Linked DNA regions of Zea mays: regions 1 and 3 are each linked to region 2. The links are chromatin contacts, called in public Hi-C maps. All regions are on one chromosome and are shown on one strand. Each heading gives the region's core, a stretch centred on a gene start, on an enhancer-like site or on the middle of the called end of the contact. The rest is flanking DNA. Distances are from core to core; before and after follow the strand shown. Region 1 overlaps LOC103643672. Region 2 holds the start of LOC100283806. Region 3 holds the start of LOC100304276 (putative regulator of chromosome condensation (RCC1) family protein).

Region 1 (3,138 bases), core at 334-2,833, 320 kb before region 2:
GGGGTCATGAACTTACTCAGCAAGTAACTGAGCAAAAACTGTGTACTCAGGAAGATAAAATTGTGGGGTCATAAATTGTGTTTCTTATATAATTCATAATGAAACTATTGCTGATTGGATGAATTTTCAGGTGGTAATGTATTGTGGAATCCTGTTTTACAACTTCAACCATTGATTCCAGTGAAGCTAATGCCATGGAATGGAATTCTCACCACGTTTGCTGGCTGTACGAGTACACAAATCTGATGAATGGATTCAGCTAAAATGTCATAGAATGGACCCGGAATTTATGCTCTTTTTTTGTGCTCTCTCAGCATGTGCTAGCTGGTTAAGTACTAGCATTGCTATTGGGCGCTATTTTGTATGCTTGTTCTGCTGTCTTTTGGATGTAAACGAACAAGTTTGCATGCTTGTTCTGCTATTGGATAAGAAGTATTAGCATTGCTATTTGCATGCTTGTTCTGCTGGTTAAGAAGTTAAGAAGTATTAGCATGTGACTTGTGGAGATGTGCATGCTTGTTCCGCTCGCACTGCTTGCTTGTTTGCAACCTGCAGCAATCTGTGCCAAACGGACACAGGGCACGACAGGCAGTGCAGGTAAATGCCTCCGCCGGTTGTGGCTGGCCTGGCCGGTGTGGGCTGTCAACTGGCTGCCGAACAGAGGCCTTACCGGTTTCCAGAAGACATGAAGAAAATGAGTCTAGTCAGAATATTTGCTTCTAATGATTCACGCATTTTCTACGAGTGGCAACTCGGTTCATACATCAGAATTGAAATCACCCAACCGAACTAGCGGTTATTGTTTGGTGGTTTTAACAAACCAAAAAAAAAAAACTTTGGCTGTGCTACTATAGAGGGGAATGTTTCTGTTTGAAAGGTGACAATGATATCGTATTTTCTTGTCAAGTCATTATGAATAATAACTAATTTTTCTGTTTGAAAGGTTACGTTACGCTAGCCTAATTGTTTTTCTTGTCTAGTCATTACCCGCCGGCGCGCTAGGTTAGAAGGGTGTGGCCTCCGTGCTGGTGGGCCGTAGTGCTGGCCTGCTGGGCTACTCTGTCAAGTGAAGTGTTTTGTGGGCTGCCTTGGAGGGAGTTTTTCTTTGAGCCGTGCTGTTGGCGTGGGCCTGTGGTAGGGAAACACGACGAAACCGTGGAGGGTCGCGGTGGTGTTGCAAACTTGCAAATGCACACCCGTTATTCGGTGCGGCGGATTCTTGCGCTGTAAGAAGAAAAAAACCAACACCAAAATTTTCAAAAATAAATAAATACATAAAACCGAAACCGAAAAGTCGAAAAACCATAAAAATAGTCAGACTGTTGATTCTTTGTTTTAGGATAAACTTTGAATCGCGGTCAGACTGTTGGGCTGCTCTTCACCTGTAGCTGTTTAGATTATTATTACTGTAATCTATAAAGACAAAATACTATAGAAAGCAGTAGTCGTCGTCGTTGGATTAAAGCCGGCAGCGAAGATGGTGTGTAATTGTTTTAGAATGGAAGGAGCGGTATGGAAATGCATCCCGGTGGACGCATGGTGGGTCGACAGGTGTGCATGCTGCTACCGGCAGGTCTTGCACGTGTGCGGAGGCAGACAGAGGCAGGTGGGCAGGCTGGAGTCCTGAACTGAATGCGGCCGGATTGGATTGCTGGTTGCCTCGGGCGGGGAATCCGCGGTTCGCACCCGCACGGGTGGGCGGTTGCCTGCCTGCCTGCCTCTGAGAGATTCCCTCCGATCCAGTCCATCCGCTGCGGTGCCAGTGGGCGGCGAGGTCACCGAGGAGATGGAGATCCGTCGCTGCCCATCCATCCATCCATCTCGTCGCCCCAGTGAGCAGTCCCAGGGTGGGGTGGGGTGGTCCGGACAGCCGCACGTGTGGGCGCGGTCGCTGCCCTGAATTGAGCAGAGCAGGAGCAGGAGCAGGAGTGATCCGTCCACTGTGGGTTCGAGGTTCGAGGCCGCCCGTGTGCTTGCTTGCTTGCGTTGCGCACTGCATCGTTTGACCGGGGACAATCTTTCTCTTCCTTGTTCGTCGCCACATCTTGTAACTGAAGCCTACTGCATGCCCCTAGTATCTACTACCGTCGTCACTCGTCGTTACTCGTTCCCTAGTTAAACATGGTTCACAATTAATTAATTGTAGCACCATCTTATCACATAAATGCTGCTACACGTGCGACCCGAGTGGTAGATTTAGGATGTGTTTAGTTGCAGGATAGCTAGAGACGGACAAGATAAAGACGTCCCCTGTCGTTCTCTCTCGTCCTAGGACAACTGAGGACAACATTGAGATAGTTCTGTTCCAATATCTGATCCTGAACCAAACAACTTTATTTAATGGATCGTACTATCACATCCTGTCCTATCATTACAACCAAACACACCCTAAATACAACCAGAGTCATCTAATTGCTCATGATTTATTAGTTAATAAAAACAAGATTCAATAACGATTATAGATTATTGTTGGTCATACGAATGGGTCGTATATGAAGCACTTTTGTTATCACACGAACAACCCATCCCAAGTGCAGTAGGCTACAACCTTATCCCTCTTTCTCTCACGGTTGCAGAATAGCTAAGGTCTAGTTTGGATACTTTGGGATTAGAGTGTTTTAAAGGGATTGGAGATGGTGTAAATCTCCAATAGATCAAATATTCTCTCAACACATATCAATTCACTCCAATTTCATTTATTACTAGAGTACCCAAACTAGCCTCTCTGATAGGGGTTAAAACATACAACCGCAAAAACGAGTCATGACTTGTCAGCACGAAAACAATATAACATGTGGGTATTGCGGTAATACCAACGCAAGAACCTCACTCGTGCGTGTGTTCACTTCGCTAGCTACTCTGCTTTCTTCTGTCTTAAGGTTTCGTCGCTGGCTCGCTAGTATGTACGCGTACCAGTACCATCGGCCTAGAACCGACTCCCCGAAGTCCCCTGTGCCGTAATGCAGCACCAATAGTACTAGTTCTGTGTCTATGCCTCCCTCCCACAGCACGCGTGCTCTATACATACCCATGCTTGGTACTATCTACACGCACCACACTACGCATCGGATATGGATCCCTTTTCTGGTCTGTCTACCTACCACGATATACATGCATGTGCCTCTCTATACACTACCA
Region 2 (3,337 bases), core at 154-2,653:
AAAAGTGTGCTATTAAAAATGAGGGCAGTGGTTTTTACTGGATGAGTACTGTTCATCGTATGTCCATGGCCAGCATATATTCACATGGGATTATGTGTCATTGAGCAGAGTACCAGGATGGGAATCTGCTTGCTGAAACCCTGTTGCAGCCTTGTGATGGACACTTGCATCAGTTTGCACAAGACCGTTAAAGAAAAGAGGACAAAGGGGTGAAGAACGATGATAACAGACTGCTGATTGGAGGAAGGGAGAGACCGAGAGAGCGGATCCTCCCCTGAAAAAACTGGTAGACAGCTAGCTCACTCTCCTGTGGTATTGGATTTTGTAGTGCAGCTGTTGCCATTTATTATCACTTGTCAACTGTGGTGTTCAAAGAAAACAAGCATAGGCCCCAGGAATATGCCGCTTCTTTTTTTTTAAAGAAAAGTGGGAGGCCGAAGGCGAACCTACACATGATACACGCAGGAATCTCCCATCTCCATCGGGTTCCGGGCAGGGCATTTGGTCTAGGAGTAGAGAGTACGATGGGGTGCCATCTTCTCGGACTTGCCTGGCACGGCCATGATGGGCGTCTTTGGTTGACCGCTGCTGCTGAATTACGACTCGCGACGCCGTGCCTTGAAGAGGACGCTGACACAGCACAGAGTAGACGAGCCACGGTCGCTGCTGCCAAGAGGACGCTGGCCGTGGGGGTGGGGTTACCATGTTTCATCAGTGGGTGTGTTTGGTTTAAGGTCAAAGGAGGATGAGTCGGGGTGCCACCGTCCCCTCAATTTTTTGGATCACGCCACTCCCAAAAATCACTCCGGTGTTCACCTCGTCCCTGCTTGACTCTCAACCAAACACTATAGAAAACGTGGGTGCCTCATTCCATCTTTCTTTGTACATTCAACCAAACGCAAAGTTTCAGCCTCCATAAGTAAACACGATTCCATCAGGTAGCGTTTGGTTCCGACTTCCGAAGATAGTCGGAATAGAAACGGCGGCTCTGTCAGGAAGATTTTGATGTGCTAAAATGGTTCAACATTTTAACATAATAATTTTCTATTTCTAGAGCCATTGTGTCCCACATAAAATCAATTCAAACAACACCAAATTGGAAGCTGAGCGTCTACATCCTACCCTACTCCAGAACCAACCAAACGCTACCTCGATTGCTAGGGAGATATGCTATTCGAGTGAGCGGGTATGAACACAGGTTTCAGACGTGTCTTGGCCCTTTGGCTCAGCTCAGGTCACAAGTCACACCCCGGTGCAGAAAGGAGCTCCAGATCACAAGTCGGTCAAACGATCTCCGGGGAATATTTTATTCCGTGGGATTCCGATGCGGCCAGTCCTCCTCCCCTCTCTCCTGTTTCTTCTAGTAGTACAAATAAAGAAGAAGAAGCTGAGCTGCTCGAGGCACGGCGAGGGAGACACAAGGCGAGTGTCCCTACTCCGAGGGCAGTCTCGGTGTGCAAGCGCATAGCATAGCAGGAGCCACAAGAAAAAAGGCCCATGGCTTCCTTCTGTAAGTTCAAGTTCTTGTGTTACCGGTCACCACATCACTTCTTCTTATAACCTCTCTCTCTCTCTCTCTCCCCTGTAATTCCATTTCCTGGAGTTTCATCTGAATGTTCGTGTATGCATGCTTAGAGCATCTCCAAGAGCTCTCCATAAAACGACTCCTCAAAATCAGTTTTAAGGGACATCTAAATAATAAGTGGGGGTAAATTTTAATCCTTTCTCCAACAGATCCCTTAAATCAGCAGTTTGTTTTTGGGGAGCCCAAAAAACCCCTCATTTGTAGCTACAAATGAGGGAATTTTAAGGGCTATGAAAAAGTTGGGGGCGCTTTAGGGGAACTGTTGGAGACATGTTTTTGTGTTTTTCCCAAAAAAAATAGATTTAGGGGAGACTTCTGGGGAGCTTTTGAAGATGCTCTTAGTTGCTTACCAGTGACCACATCGTAGTTCCAATTCCATACCATCTACAACAAGTTCTCCAGTTACTTTGTGCATGACTGATGGCTAAGATCGGAGGATTCCCTGTTCCTTCCTCCCTCCGCTCAGTCGCTCACCAAAGTTCATGCCCAGATCGTGAGTCGTTTTGTCCTGTCGCTTGTCAGCACCGAGTGGCCGGATGACACGGACGGCGGCATCTTCTCTGGCAGCGCGCGTGGTCCTCGCGCTCCTCCTCCTCATCGGGGTATCCGGTTCCGGAGCCACCCAGGCAGCGTCTCCCCACACCCACCACAGTCGGCAGCTGGATGTGAACCACAAGAAGCCAGTGCAGACGTTTCGGCCCATCAACATTGCCCACCGAGGGTCAAATGGCGAACTGCCCGAAGAGACAGCGGCCGCCTACCTGGTAGAGCTAAATTCTTCCTGTTTTTTTTGTTCTGAACAAATCATACGCGTACGTACGTACTGTATCGCCTTGGAGTTGCACAAACAAAAGGCTAAAACAAATCGAGAGAGAGAGAAAAAAAACATTTAATTTTGCAGAGGGCGATCGAAGAAGGCGCGGACTTCATCGAGACGGACGTACTCGCGTCCAAGGACGGGCATCTCGTCTGCTTCCACGATGTGACGCTGGACGCGACCACCGACGTCGCGGACCACGCGGAGTTCGCTGGCAGGAAGAGGACCTACGAGGTCCAAGGAGAAGATGTCACCGGATGGTTCATCGGTATCTCCTGCTGCTGCTGACGATGATGATGATGATGGTGGCTTGCGAGACTGATCAATCATGTTTTTTTTTATTTGGTTTCCAGTGGACTTCACTCTTGAAGAGCTCAGATCACTGAGGGTGAAGCAGCGGTTCAGTTTCAGGGACCAGCGGTACAACGGTTAGACACACTCTCTCTAGTTAGCATGCAGTCTGACTGACCTGACCTCTCACGTACGCTGTCTCTCTTCTTCTGTTCGATCGCATCGGATCGGACCACAGGCAAGTACCAGATCATTACGTTCGAAGAGTACATCCTGATCGCGCTCTACGCTGACAGGACCGTCGGGATCTACCCGGAGATCAAGAACCCCGTGTTCATCAACCAGCACGTAAGTATATATATATTAGCCTGATCTGATCTGCCCAATGGCGGCGACGACGACGACGACAAACTCCAAGGAAAAAATTTCCTCTTTTTTTCCTCAAGAAAGAAAAAAAACCCTCTTGTCATCCTCCAGGTGAAGTGGTCGGACGGAAAGCGATTCGAGGACAAGTTCGTGGAGACGCTGCTCAGGTACGGCTACGGAGGCGAGTACATGTCCGATGGCTGGCTCCGGCAGCCGCTGTTCATCCAGTCCTTCGCGCCGACCTCGCTCATCTACGTCTCCAACATGACGGACTCCCC
Region 3 (3,312 bases), core at 525-3,024, 480 kb before region 2:
AGGATAAAATTGTGTGGAATCTGGGGAAAAAAGGCTTCTCAGTTAACCCTATGTACAAAAAGAAAATGGAAGATCAAATTTTGATTTCATATAAGTTCTTGTGGAAATCTAAATTGCCTCATAAAATAAAGGTTTTCTTTTGGTTAGTTGTAAGAAATAAAATTCTTACTAAGGACAACTTGAAGAAAAGGAACTGGATTGGTTCTTTGGATTGCTGTTTCTATGGGGTTGATGAATCTATCGATCATCTGTTCTTTCATTGCCCCATTGCAAAGTATATGTGGAGAGTGATTCAAGTTGCCTTGAATTTGAGACTGATTCCGAATAGTATCAGCTACCTTTATGACAATTGGTTAAGTAAACCAAAAGACAAAACTGCTAATTTGGTTTTGTTTGGTTGTGGTGCTTTATTCTGGGCTATTTGGCGCACTAGAAATGATTGGTGCTTTGGAAAGAAACATTTGCTTGATCCTTCTAACATTATTTTTCTTTGCTGCTTCTAGCTGGATTCATGGGCTACTCGTCAGAAAAAGAAGGAGCAAAAAATGGTGGTTCTAGGAAGCAAGCTAATCCGAAAGACGGCAAGTGAGGCATTCGGCCGGGCCTTTGGGTGGTGCCCTTTAGATAGGCGCATTTCTGGTTGATATGGAAGCTGGAACTTGGAAGATGGTGATGAAGTTTGTTTGTCTCTTGATGGTTGGCTTGTTCAGTTCCTTTTGTGGCTTCTGCCTGTCTGATTGGGTTGTAAATAAGAAAGTCTTATGTAGTTAATCGTAGGCCAAACTTTCTCTGCTATCTTAGGCTCTTCACTAATCTAGTTTGATAGTGTTTAGAGTCTAGATAGGGTTCTGGCCGTGTTCGATCTTTTGGGATGATGTGCCGCGTGGTTGTGGATGTTTCAAACTTTCCTATTTCTTAATGAAATAGGGGGCTTCGCCCCTTCGTAAAAAAAAAACCAAGAGACAAGGGCATATGCTCCCTTTCCAGAATGGAAGCGTATCTTAATCGGTTCATTCTATAACCACCTCATCCATAATACTAATATGCTGGTTCATGGTTCATCCACCTAAACTCAACAGTTTAATCCCATGATTTGGCCAAGATGGCCATATCCAAAACTTATTTCAACCAGTGTTATCGAGAAAAGATTTTTTTTACTAGACAAAACAATAATATATTTCCTAATTATGATCAAATTGTCGTTCTACCGAAACAAATAAAAAATGCGGTAGCCCTACCCCTCCATGATGAATCAACTTGCCCTCAAATAATTGCGCTTTCCCCCCAGAATAGTACGATACAATCACCATTTCCTGAAGCAAAGGCGCCTAACAAATTAGCATAAACAACGAGAGTAGGTGAAACAAAGAAACGAACCCTGGGAGTGCCGAGTTTCGCGAGGGACGGGATGCGGACGTAGAGCAGGCGATCTGGCATGCACAAGCACGGGGAGATCCTTCGTTTTCCTCCACAGCTTCGTCGATAGAGATTTACGCCATTTGTTTATCAGCGTTCTTTCCTCGTGTAATTCGTGGAAGGATGGAGAAGCAGTCGCCGAATTTGGTCGGTAGGCGTTGGTGGTCTCGGTTCACGCTCCAGACCCGTGCTCTCAGCAACCTGCTAACCTCCCCTGGACCCGGTTCACGCTAGGCACGTGACGTGATCACGTGAGCCGCTTTGTCTCTCTGCCGTCCCTGTGTGGCTCGTGTGGCTGGCTGTGTCCTCCATCCTTTCAAGGACCTCGGGAATCCAGAAAATTCCGGTGGTCGGTGCCCACGGACAGGCGTGTGCGCCACGAGCCCGACGAACAAGGGAACGAGGCCATTTCCACCGGTCAAACTAGGAGAAGCAAGCAAAGCTCCCCGCCATTAGTAGAATCCGCCCGAAGTCTGCCCCGCTCTTCGGCCTCGTCCCTTCTCTCCAGGTGAGCGCTGGATGAACCTCTGCTCGGCTTTCTGCGTTGCGCTAATCGATTGCTGGATGGTCGCCAGTCTGATTTGATGAAACAGAAGTTGGGGAAATTGAGGATCTCCTTAGGTAGGAGGATAGATTTAGCTCTTTCTCCAATTTCAAATAATGGATAAGTTTCAGTTTAAGCTATTGTTCATTTTATCTGGATTCCTTAGCCGGTGACGTGTCCCGATGGACATTTTGTGGACTATTAGGGGATGGTTCCCGATACCTTAAGCTTGTTCTTCCTGCAGCTGCCTGTTTACCCCATATGTAGTGCCGCAGTTGCCGTCTTACACACGTTGCGATCTTGTTAGCAAGGGTGATTTAGTTTTGTAGCTTCAATGTGCTCTGTTTGCAAAATTCTATTAAAGTGACTTAAATCTTTGAGAAGACATAGATGTGTTCTGAATTAGGGCGGCATTTGTTCATCCTACCAAATTTGCTGGTTCAAACTGCTTATTTGATGGCGTAATTGTTCAGTTCCAAATGGTACTTTTGTTCTCTATACGATCTCTGTAGGATTACCATGAGTCCATGACAGATAGTCTCATTAATGACAATTTTATCTTTTGATGAACATATTAGTTGTTAATGAGAACATGAAAGAGGAAATGGACACCCTTAATGCTGTGAATGGAAACAGTCATTCATCAAAGCTGGGATGTTTTTTTTGGGCCGAACTGCTCTCTTTTGTTATTTTTTGGCCTGATGGTCTCAACAGATTCACTTGCACTGTTCTATCTCTCTGTCTATTGGTTTAATGGTTGCACTGCTCTGCTTGTTTGTTGTTGTGCTTATCTTTTATTCATCATAATCAACCAGGGCCATGGATGTAGATGATGTGCTCAGTAACTTGCGTGTTGTTGGTGTGCCAACAAAGAGTGCAATTTACATATGGGGTTATAACCACAGTGGCCAGACTGCCCGAAAGGGCAAGGAATGCCACTTGAGGATCCCCAAGAGCCTCCCTCCCAAACTATTCAAATTGGGGAATGGGAAGAGCCTCAGGTGGACCGATATTGCATGTGGCCGTGAGCATACCGCTGCAGTTGCTTCCGATGGATCACTGTTCACCTGGGGTAAGTTCTGCACACTTCGTTCGAATACGTGCATGTTAGAGTGCCAAAAAAATTAAATATAGTTTAGATGAGAGAACTAACACCTTAATTGCAATGTTGTACTAAGAGATGCCATAGCTGAGTTACTATATGTGTTTATTTTGCTAGTTGTACCTGGAGATAACCATCTCTGGTATTTTTTTCTCTCGAACGCACAGGAGAACTGCACGTCATTATATTAAGAAGGAAAAAAGGTCCAAAATAGACCGAGTACAAAAAATACCCCAGTAGGGGCAGGATA

What was found. A called contact is a pair of places that touch in the nucleus more often than the background predicts.
Region 1: a Hi-C map of bundle sheath shows a contact between it and region 2, with 2.0 times the contacts expected there. The contact joins the enhancer-like site here to the promoter of LOC100283806 in region 2. A contact is called at or near these places in 4 of 25 Hi-C or Micro-C datasets (bundle sheath, ear, leaf and 1 more).
Region 3: a contact with region 2 is called in a Hi-C map of endosperm, with 1.8 times the contacts expected there. The contact joins the promoter of LOC100304276 here to the promoter of LOC100283806 in region 2. A contact is called at or near these places in 6 of 25 Hi-C or Micro-C datasets (bundle sheath, ear, endosperm and 2 more).

The regions. Positions count from the first base shown.
Region 1 is chr1:255,012,513-255,015,650 of Zm-B73-REFERENCE-NAM-5.0, forward strand. LOC103643672 reads left to right here. Exons shown (of 10, transcript XM_035964306.1): 10 at 131-492. Among protein-coding and RNA genes, the nearest start is that of LOC103645455, 18 kb to the left of the region's middle. Within about 2 kb of position 1,584, at least 19 of the 20 cell types and tissues checked have an H3K27ac peak or open chromatin away from gene starts, as enhancers often do. A contact at or near this core is called in bundle sheath, ear, leaf and 1 more, where this site is marked.
Region 2 is chr1:255,332,943-255,336,279 of Zm-B73-REFERENCE-NAM-5.0, forward strand. It overlaps LOC100283806, which reads left to right and starts at 1,404. Exons shown (of 7, transcript NM_001156704.2): 1 at 1,404-1,510; 2 at 2,108-2,349; 3 at 2,487-2,670; 4 at 2,756-2,830; 5 at 2,932-3,041; 6 at 3,171-3,337. The coding sequence starts at 1,498.
Region 3 is chr1:254,848,422-254,851,733 of Zm-B73-REFERENCE-NAM-5.0, forward strand. It overlaps LOC100304276 (putative regulator of chromosome condensation (RCC1) family protein), which reads left to right and starts at 1,775. Exons shown (of 9, transcript NM_001165719.1): 1 at 1,775-1,924; 2 at 2,776-3,032. The coding sequence starts at 2,780. It overlaps LOC100278337, which reads right to left and starts at 1,672. Exons shown (of 8, transcript NM_001407295.1): 1 at 1,378-1,672. It also overlaps a transcript of LOC100282360 not described here.